Linked DNA regions of Anser cygnoides: region 2 is linked to region 1. The links are chromatin contacts, called in public Hi-C maps. All regions are on one chromosome and are shown on one strand. Each heading gives the region's core, a stretch centred on a gene start, on an enhancer-like site or on the middle of the called end of the contact. The rest is flanking DNA. Distances are from core to core; before and after follow the strand shown. Region 1 holds the start of SHMT1 (serine hydroxymethyltransferase 1). Region 2 holds the start of SREBF1 (sterol regulatory element binding transcription factor 1).

The links. A called contact is a pair of places that touch in the nucleus more often than the background predicts.
Region 2: a Hi-C map of liver shows a contact between it and region 1, with 4 times the contacts expected there. The contact joins the promoter of SREBF1 here to the promoter of SHMT1 in region 1. A contact is called at or near these places in 2 of 7 Hi-C or Micro-C datasets (both in liver).

The regions. Positions count from the first base shown.
Region 1 is chr15:2,913,029-2,917,543 of Taihu_goose_T2T_genome, forward strand. SHMT1 (serine hydroxymethyltransferase 1) reads left to right here and starts at 2,308. Exons shown (of 11, transcript XM_048067954.2): 1 at 2,308-2,432; 2 at 2,913-3,058; 3 at 3,421-3,536; 4 at 3,616-3,776; 5 at 3,911-3,992; 6 at 4,198-4,410. The coding sequence starts at 2,334. It overlaps LOC106032117 (chemerin-like receptor 1), which reads right to left and starts at 1,532. Exons shown (of 3, transcript XM_013174939.3): 1 at 572-1,532.
Region 2 is chr15:3,114,793-3,119,307 of Taihu_goose_T2T_genome, forward strand. It overlaps SREBF1 (sterol regulatory element binding transcription factor 1), which reads left to right and starts at 2,071. Exons shown (of 18, transcript XM_066977670.1): 1 at 2,071-2,282. The coding sequence starts at 2,177.

The sequences.
Region 1 (4,515 bases), core at 1,058-3,557:
GACAAGAAGGGGAGCCATCTGAGCAGAAACTCAGCAACCGCGGGGACAACTCCCACCGCTGCAAGCAAAAACCCAGGGATGCATCGAGACGAAACCAATTACACGCCTCCAGGGCAGTCCCTGCATCCCTGCAAAGCTCGTCACTGCTGGGTGACTGTTGGTGGGCTGACTGCCAGCCCACTGACACTGCGACACATTTTAAGCCAGAAAAATAAATGATAATAAAATAGATTTTTTTGCTTGCAGCTCCTTCCATGCCTGAAGGCCCACAGCAGCCTGGGCACTGTGGGGCGGGGGGGGGGTGGCATTGCCTGTGAATGGCCCCGCAGCCCCGCCACCGCTCTGCACGTCTCAGGAACCACCACCGCCCGAGAAACCAGCCCAGGTTTTGCTGTCGGTGGTGTCAGAGCACCCATGGACAGCCCACAGCAGCAGTCAGGGGCCAAAACCAGAACCGTGGAAACCCAAATCGCACAGCTGCGACGAACCCCTTTGGATGACCAACGCCAAATTAAGACAGTAAAAAGCTTCTAGACTGATGAAGCTGAAACGCTGTTCCTTCGACAAATACCTTCTGAGGACGCGTCCTCTCCTAGGCAGAGCGATACCCAAGGTGTGTCCTGGTGCAACAGCCAGTCCTTTACCCAAAAACCTGCCTCCACGAGCTTGTGCTTCCCCGTAGCCGGCACCCGCCTCGGTAGGACCCACCACAGCGCCGTGCTCCTCACCGCTCTCCCTCTGGCTCTGCTCTGTCCCCACGTCTGACTCCCCTTTGAGACACCGCTCCTCTCCGCCGTGACTCACGGTGCCTCGCTCCATTTTTCCATGGCTCGGGCCCACGAGGCGTTTAGTAGGATCCCTCACTCCCTGCCCTCGTTCCCCATTTTACGGTGCCTCGATTTAACCCCTGAAGCTCTGCCTGGGGCACGGCCTCTCAGGCCAGGTTGGCCGACCCAACTTGGACTCGAAGCGCGAAGGCACCACCACCCCACGCCCCCCCGCGGGCCTACCCCCGGGGCACCCCTCACCCCACAAAGCTCCACGGAGGGGTCGGGGCGCGCCGTGCTCCCCAGACCCTCACCCGCAGCCCACCCACGACCCTGCCCCATGCCCAGAGGGACCCCCGAGCTCAGGACCCCACTCTGTCCATCACCCTATACCCAAGGGGGCCAAGCAGGGCGGCTGGGAGCCCTGCAGCCGGTGGGGACATGGGGTGCCGGGGGGGTCAGGGTGCCCTGGGGGGGCTCCGGCTGCCGGGGGGGGTCGGGGTGCCCGGGGCCGAGCCCCCCGTGGCCGCCCAAGGTGACCCGTGCCCGGCGCGCCACGTGCCGGCAGCGCCTCCCGCCACGCCTCGGCAGCGACCAATGGGAGGCGGCGGGGGGAGCGGGGCGCGCCGCGGATTGGCGGAGGAGCTTCCGGAGCCGTTGCACTGCTTCATTGCGGAAAGGCGGAGCGAGGCGCTGATTGGTGGAGGCGCGGAGGGGGCGTGTCCGAGCTGCCTAGGGTAGGCGCGCGGCTTCCCGCGCGGAACCGGAGCGGGACCGGGACCACGATCGGGAGCAGGATCCGGATCAGGGATCGGGAGCAGGATCGGGCCGGTAGGGGCCGTGCGGGGCCGGGGCCGGGGCCGGGGGTTGCGGGATGGGAAGGGGCAGCCGCTGGCCCCCCCCGCAGCCTTGCGCGGCCCCGGGAGCCTGCCCGAAGCCAGCCCCTGCCCCTTCCTCGCCGCCACCCGGCTCCTGCGGCTTGGCACGGGCTGGGCGCAGGCGAGCCAAGCGGGGCGCTTAATAACCCGCTCACGGCCCCGTGCTAGCCGGCCGGGGGCACGGATAACAGGGGGATAACACGGCGGGCTGCCCGCAGCCGGGGGGGGAGCGAGGCCATCACGGCTGCTCCAGGGCTTGGGGGTTCCGTGGTGACACTCGCAGCGGTCACCCTGCGTTTAAAACGTGAGACTGAGAGAGAGGGAAAGGTGTTGCTAAAGCTGCCAATCCGTTTTGCTCCGCTAAAACCCTGGACGGGGTAGGGGAAGCCCCGTGAAGCTGGCTGGGCAGTGCCCGGGGGGGGTCGGCGGTGGGAAGGTGCCCAAAATGGCCAAATCCACAACGAACAAACCGATCTGAAATCGGCAGGGAAACACTGAGAGCGCTCAGCGCCTTCCGCCCCCAGCAGGCCCAAGCTGCGGTCGCTCCCCCAGCGTTATCTGGGGAAGACGCAGGACGGGAGCAGGCCACGCAGGGGCACGGTGCAGAAGCCCCCAGCCCCGCTGCCAGCCCGCACGCGTGCCCCCAGCTCCCCTCTCCGCTTGCAGGTGACGTTGGGCACGGCAGCAGATGGCGAACTCGGCGGCGAACTCGGGCCTCCCTAGCGCGGAGCTCTGGGCCTCCCACAACAAGATGGTGATGGAGCCGCTCGACAGCAACGACCCGGAGGTGAGAGCCCCTTCATGGCACAGCAGCCGCTCGGGACAGCAACCTCCTCGGGACAGGGACAGGGTCCAAGGCTGAGCTGGCGGGACTCGTCCATCCTCCGTGCGAGAGGAGAGAGGGCATCCTCCAGCCACCTGCAGCCACGGGGCTGTAACTTCAGGTCTGCTGCTCACGCGCCCCTGCCTGAGGCTCAGACATCTGTGCCAGGCCCAGCGTTTGCTGTAGCCACCCAGCAGTTGCCCTTGACGCTAACCCAAGTGCCAGCTGAATTATCCGATGGCCGTATGGCAGCTAGAAGCCCCAAGACGTGGCAGGACACATGTGAACTGCTGGGATCAGCTGCACCAAGAAGGGATCTCCTCTCCCTCCTGCAGCACCTTTCCAGGCTGCTCTCCGTTGCCCCGTCTCTTCTGAGGGTACATCCCGAGCATCCCACCCGCACGCAGTCAGCACAAGCAGAGCTGTTTCTCTCCCCTCCCGAAGGTGCACAGCATCATCAAGAAGGAGAAGCAGCGGCAGAGGCTGGGGCTGGAGCTGATCGCGTCGGAGAACTTTGCGAGCCGAGCGGTCCTGGAGGCCCTGGGATCCTGCCTGAACAACAAATACTCCGAGGGCTACCCAGGACAGAGGTAGGGGGCTGGGGAGAGCCTGACCCACTCCGAAGCCTCGCAGGGAAGGGAGAGGAACCACCCACACTGCCACGTCCCCCTCGAGACCTTATCTCTGGGAAGGAAGCCACGTCCTGGTGCTGGCAGCCAAGCTGCCCCAGGGCAGGATTTGACCCTCTCAGCTCCTGTCCTTGGCCGCATACTGGACGATCTCAGCAGGGTCATAGCTGCGGCAGCTGCTGTAAACACAGCACCCTCCTGTTCTCCCCCGCTGGCACAGCACTGGGCGCACGTTTCTAAATAAATGGTTCGGTTTCAATCCCCTGAGGTTTGCTCTCAGCAAACACCAACCCCGCTGTGACCCGTGCCCTATTTTCCGGCAGGTACTACGGCGGGACCGAGTTCGTAGACGAGCTGGAAAGGCTGTGTCAGAAGCGCGCCCTGCAGGCGTACCGCCTCGACCCCCAGAAGTGGGGCGTCAACGTCCAGCCCTACTCAGGTAACGGTGCCCTCGGGAGAGCCAGGCTGGGCTGCGCCATCCCGACGCCCGTAACCGCCCCGGTGTGCTCCCACCGCAGGGTCCCCCGCCAACTTCGCCGTGTACACGGCCTTGGTGGAGCCTCACGGCAGGATCATGGGGCTGGACCTGCCCGACGGGGGGCACCTGACGCACGGGTTCATGACGGAGAAGAAGAAGATCTCTGCCACCTCTGTCTTCTTCGAGTCCATGCCCTACAAGGTACGGACGGAGAGCTGCTCCGGCTGGAGCCGGGGCACAGCCGCCGTAATTTCAAGAGGCAGCGTTGCTTAAGAGCAACAGCAGCTGACCTCCAGCCACACCAAGACGGCTGAATCCTCCTCTTCTCCTCCCAGGTCAACCCCAAGACGGGTTACATCGATTACGACCGCCTGGAGGAGAACGCCCGCCTGTTCCACCCCAAGCTGATCATAGCAGGTAGGGATCAGCCCTTAAAACAAACCGGGGTCGCTCCCTGATGCCAGCAGGCTCCTGCAGACGGCTGCAGCGCCAAGAGGCCTCTGACACATCCATGCCGGCAGGAGCTCGTGTCCTCACCTGGGTTATCCTGAGCTGCATCCCGGGCTGTCCCAGGGCCCCCCAGCACCCTCTCGTGTCCCCAGCACGTGCCGTCTCCCCACAGGCGTCAGCTGCTACTCGCGCAACCTGGACTATGCCCGCATGCGGAAGATCGCCGACGCCAACGGCGCCTACCTCATGGCCGACATGGCCCACATCAGCGGGCTGGTGGCCGCCGGCGTCGTGCCCTCGCCCTTCGACCACTGCGACGTCGTCTCCACCACCACGCACAAGACCCTGCGGGGCTGCAGGGCCGGCATGATCTTCTACCGCAAAGGTGCCTGAGCCGCCCGGGGGAGCTGCGAGTCCGAGCTCCTTCCTGCTCCAGCGGGAAGGGCAGGAAGGTCTGGGGCCTCCTGCGAGCAGCTGGGGGGCTTCAGAG
Region 2 (4,515 bases), core at 821-3,320, 200 kb after region 1:
TTGGCTGCGTGGCGCTGGTTCTACAGGCGGGGTTTTTCCTTACCCCGCACAACCGAGCTTACCCCCCGGGGAGCCCCACCCCGCGTGGCAGCCCTCCGCCACCGAACCCACCAGGCCTGGGCCCCCGGACCCTTGCCCACCGCCCCGCGGATGCCGCGTGGTCGCCCCCCCCCACGCCACGGGGTCCCTGGGGAGCGCGGCCCCTCTGGTTTTGTGGGAGGCGTGCGACGGGAAGGGGCCCTGCGAAATCTGGCTTGGCATGGAAATAAAGCCGTTTGGGTGGGTTTGGGGGTTGTTGGTTGTCCCCGTCCCCCCCCCACCCCCAGTGTCTCGCGGTGGGTTATTAGGGGCGTGCGACCCTTGCGTTCGCGCTCAGCTGCCTCGTGGGACACGGCACGTCCGCCCCCCCAGTGACCCTAATAAAATAGGGGGGGGGGGGGGGGGAAGAGCGTGCAGCCCCCCTGAGCCGCCCCATGGCAAGTTAGGGGGCTCCTGGGGGGGGGGTTTCAGCAGCCTCTGCTGCCGCTGAGACACCGGAGCAGCTCCGGCCAGAGCGGGGCTGGGCTGAGCCCCCACGGCTCCACCGCCGCCATGGGGTGCCCCACGCAGGGCTTCCCACTTTGCACAGGGGTGCACGGGGGGGGGGGGGGGGAGAGGATTTCAGGGTGCAGCCAGCTTTAATTAATTATTGGGCAGCCTCCGTCCCGCTTGACAGAGCAGGCAAACTTTGGAGGGGCTGCTGGCGCAGTTGGTTTCGTTTTCCCAGGTTATTCCTGGTGCTGAGACAAAACACTCGGGGCTCCCCCAAAATCCCAGCGCCCCCCCTCTCTGAGCACCCAAGGAGCCTCCGGCTGCGCTGTGCCCCTCTGAGCTCCCCTGGGTGCACGATGCCGGGGTATTTGGTGCCCAGGTATTTATTTATTTGGTGCCCGGGTATTTATTTATTTGGTGCCCATGTACTTGGTGCCCATGTATTGATTTGGTGCGTGGGTATTTATTTGGCACCCAGCTACGTGGTGCCCAGGGATTTATTTTTTTGGCGCCTGGCCGTCTGGTGCCCAGGTATTGATTCGGTGCCCAGGTATTGATTTATTTGATGCCCAGATATTTATTTGGTTCCCAAGTACTGGGTGCCCAGGTACTTGGTGTCCAGATATTGATTGATCTGGTGCCCAAGTGTTTATTTATTTGGCACCCAGATATTGATTGATTTGGTGCCCAGATATTGATTTATTTGGTGCCCAGGTATTTGGTGCCCAGGTATTGATTGATTTGGTGCCCAGGTATTGATCGATTTGGTGCCCAGCTATTGATTTATTTAATGCCCAGGTATTGATTTGGTTCCCAAGCATTGGGTGCCCAGGCACTTGGTGCCCAGGGATTGATTCGGTGCCCAGCTTTTTGGTGCCCAGGTATTGATTTATTTGATGCCCAGATATTTATTTGGTGCCCAAGCACTGGGTGCCCGGGAACTTGGTGCCCAGGTACCGATGGATTTGGTGCCCAGGTACCGATGGATTCGGTGCCCAGGTACTGATGGATTCGGTGCCCAGGTACTGATGGATTCGGTGCCCAGGTACCGATGGATTTGGTGCCCAGGTACTGATGGATTCAGTGCCCAGGTACTGATGGATTTGGTGCCCAGGTACTGATGGATTCGGTGCCCAGGTACCGATGGATTCGGTGCCCAGGTACTGATGGATTTGGTGCCCAGGTACTGATGGATTCGGTGCCCAGGTACTGATGGATTCGGTGCCCAGGTACCGATGGATTTGGTGCCCAGGTACCGATGGATTCAGTGCCCAGGTACTGATGGATTTGGTGCCCAGGTACCGATGGATTCGGTGCCCAGGTACTGATGGATTCGGTGCCCAGGTACTGATTCGGTGCCCAGGAACTCGCTGCCCAGGACCCCGCTCCGGGGTACCCGGTGCCACCGGGCAGAGGCGGGCACCCCGCGGTGTGTGTGTGTGGGGGGGCGTCCCGGGGTGGAGGGGGCGCCGCTGCCGGAGCCGTTCCCGGGGCCGTTCCCGGGGCCGTTCCCGGGGCCGCCCCTCGTCCCGCCCCCCCCGGTGGCTCCCGCCCCGCCCGGCCGCAGGTCCGGGCTCGGCGCGGCTCCGGCGCTCATGGTGCGAGCGGCCGCGGCCGGGCGGCGCCGCCGGTGCTGAGCTGCGGGATGAGCGCCCTCGCCTTCGACGACGGGAGCCTGGACGGGCTGGCCCCGGCCCTGGGGCTGCCCGGGGGCAGCGACATCGACACGGCGCTGCTCAGCGACATCGACGGTGCGGGGGGGCCGGGGGCACCGCGATGGGGATGGGGGGGGGGGGAACCGGGACCGGGGGGGAGTGGGGGAACCGGGATGGGGGGATATGGGGGAACCGGGATTGGGGGGTGGGCACGGGGATGGGGGGGCGTGGGGGCACCGGGAGGGGGGATATGGGGGCACCGGGATGGGGGATATGGGGGCACCGGGATGGGGGGACGGCTGGGACCGGGGCTGCGCGCTCGGTGCGCGGCCGGGGCTCGGTGCAATACCGGGAAGCCACGCGTGGCCGTGGGGGGGTGCAATGCCTGGGGCTCGGTGCAATGCCCGGGGCTCGGTGCAATACCCGGCGCTCGGTGCAATGCCCGGGGCTCGGTGCAATACCGGGGGCTCGGTGCACCGCCGGGAAGCCACGCGTGGCCGTGGGGGGGTGCAATGCCCGGTGCTCGGTGCAATGCCCGGCGCTCGGTGCACCGCCGGGAAGCCACGCGTGGCCGTGGGGGTGCAACGCCGGGGCTCGGTGCAATACCGGAGAAGGGGGGGAGCGGGCTCGGTGCGACACCGGGGGCTCGGTGCGACGCCGGAGAACCGTAGCACAGCCCGGGGGGGGCCGCTCTCGGTGCCGGGGGGGGGGAATTTGGGGCTTTTGGGGCTCGGAGTCGCTGCAGGGCTGAGTCGTCCTTGGGGGGCCGTGCCCGGCCCGGGGGGTTCGGGTACCGGTTGTCCCCCCCCGTCCCGGGGGGGTCGGTGCCGGTGCCGGGGCAGCCCCGGCGCCCCCCCCCCGCAGCCTTGTGCCGCCGCCAGCCCCGCCCCGCGGTAGCGTCACCGCCGGGGTTACTCCCGGTCGTTCCTCCTGGCTTCCCGGGGCGGGGGGGGGCAGGGAAGGGTGGAAGGGGGGGGGGAGGGGAGAAGCGGCCCCGGGGCTCTGCGGAGCATCCCCGGGCCCGGAGCCCTCGGTACCGGGTCCTCTTGGTGGGGGAGGGCTGTGGGGTGGGGATTGTGCCAGCGGGACCCGCTCCCCAGCGCCGAGCTATACCTGACCCCGTAAGTGTTCCCGTAACCGTACCCGTTCCCATAACCGGTCCCACACCCATACACGTTCCCATTCCCGTTCCCAAAACAGTACCCACAACCGTTCCCGTTCCCATAACCGTTCCCATACCCATTCCCATACTCCTACCCCTACCCATAACTGTACCCGTACCCATACCCCTACCCATTCCCATACCTGTGCACGTTCCTGTACCCGTTCCCATTCCCATTCCCATGCCTGTACCCCTACCCCTACCCCTACCCACACCCCTACCCCTACCCGTACCCGTCCCCGTTCCCACACCCGTCCCCATGCCCAGCACGCAGCCAGCCCAGCCCCAGCACCGAACAGGTTCCCCGGCTGGCAGCACGTGGCGCCCGTCCCAGCTGAGCTCGCCGAGCGTCGGGGCCCCGAGGCAGCCCCGGCACAGACCGGCCGAGCCGGTGGAGCACGCGGCGGGGTGGGGAGAGGGCGTGGGGCCGCCCGAGCCCCCCGGCGCCCCGCGGCGCCCACGGGACGCTCTGGGAGGTCGGTGCCGGGAACCCCCTCTCCGGGACCGTCGCGGTGTCCCCGTGCTGGCGCCGAACCCAACCGGGTGACCTTTAACCGGGTGGCAGCACCGGGGGAAGCGGTGCGTCCTGCCGCCCGGCTCCCCGCGAGGACCTTGGCTGCGGGGTGTCGTGCCCCAGAGCCGCGCTGGCGTCCCCTCTGCCCTCCTTGGCCCCGCACCAGGGCTGACACGGTGCGTCGGGTCACCAGCGGGCAGCCACCGCCCGTGACACCCCGTTTTGTTGGGCCACGATCCCCAGGAAGCCGTGGGGAGCAGAGGGACGGGGGTGTGGGGTGAAGGTGTCCCCCTGGGGGTGTTCCCCTGGCCCCGCATACCCCGTGGAGAGGGGCTGTGTGCGCTGGTGGTATTTATGGGAGGGCTTTCTAGAGATTTTTGGTAAAGGGCTGTTATAAATGTATATGGTCCTGGGGGCTCTGCGTGGCCTTCCTGCCTTGCCCTGACACCCCACGTGGGGGGCTGTCCCCCTGCTGAGGGGCTCTGGGGGCCCTGTGGGGCTGCCCCCAGCCGTGCGTGGGGCTGGGGAAGGGGGAAGCCAAAAGGGTTTTGCAACGCCCCCCTGCAGCGTGGCCATCTGCCCCACCTCCTGCCCCCCTGTGGGTTTGTTGTGGTCCCCACGTGGCCACGGGTCCCTGCGGCCACCCTGGGGGT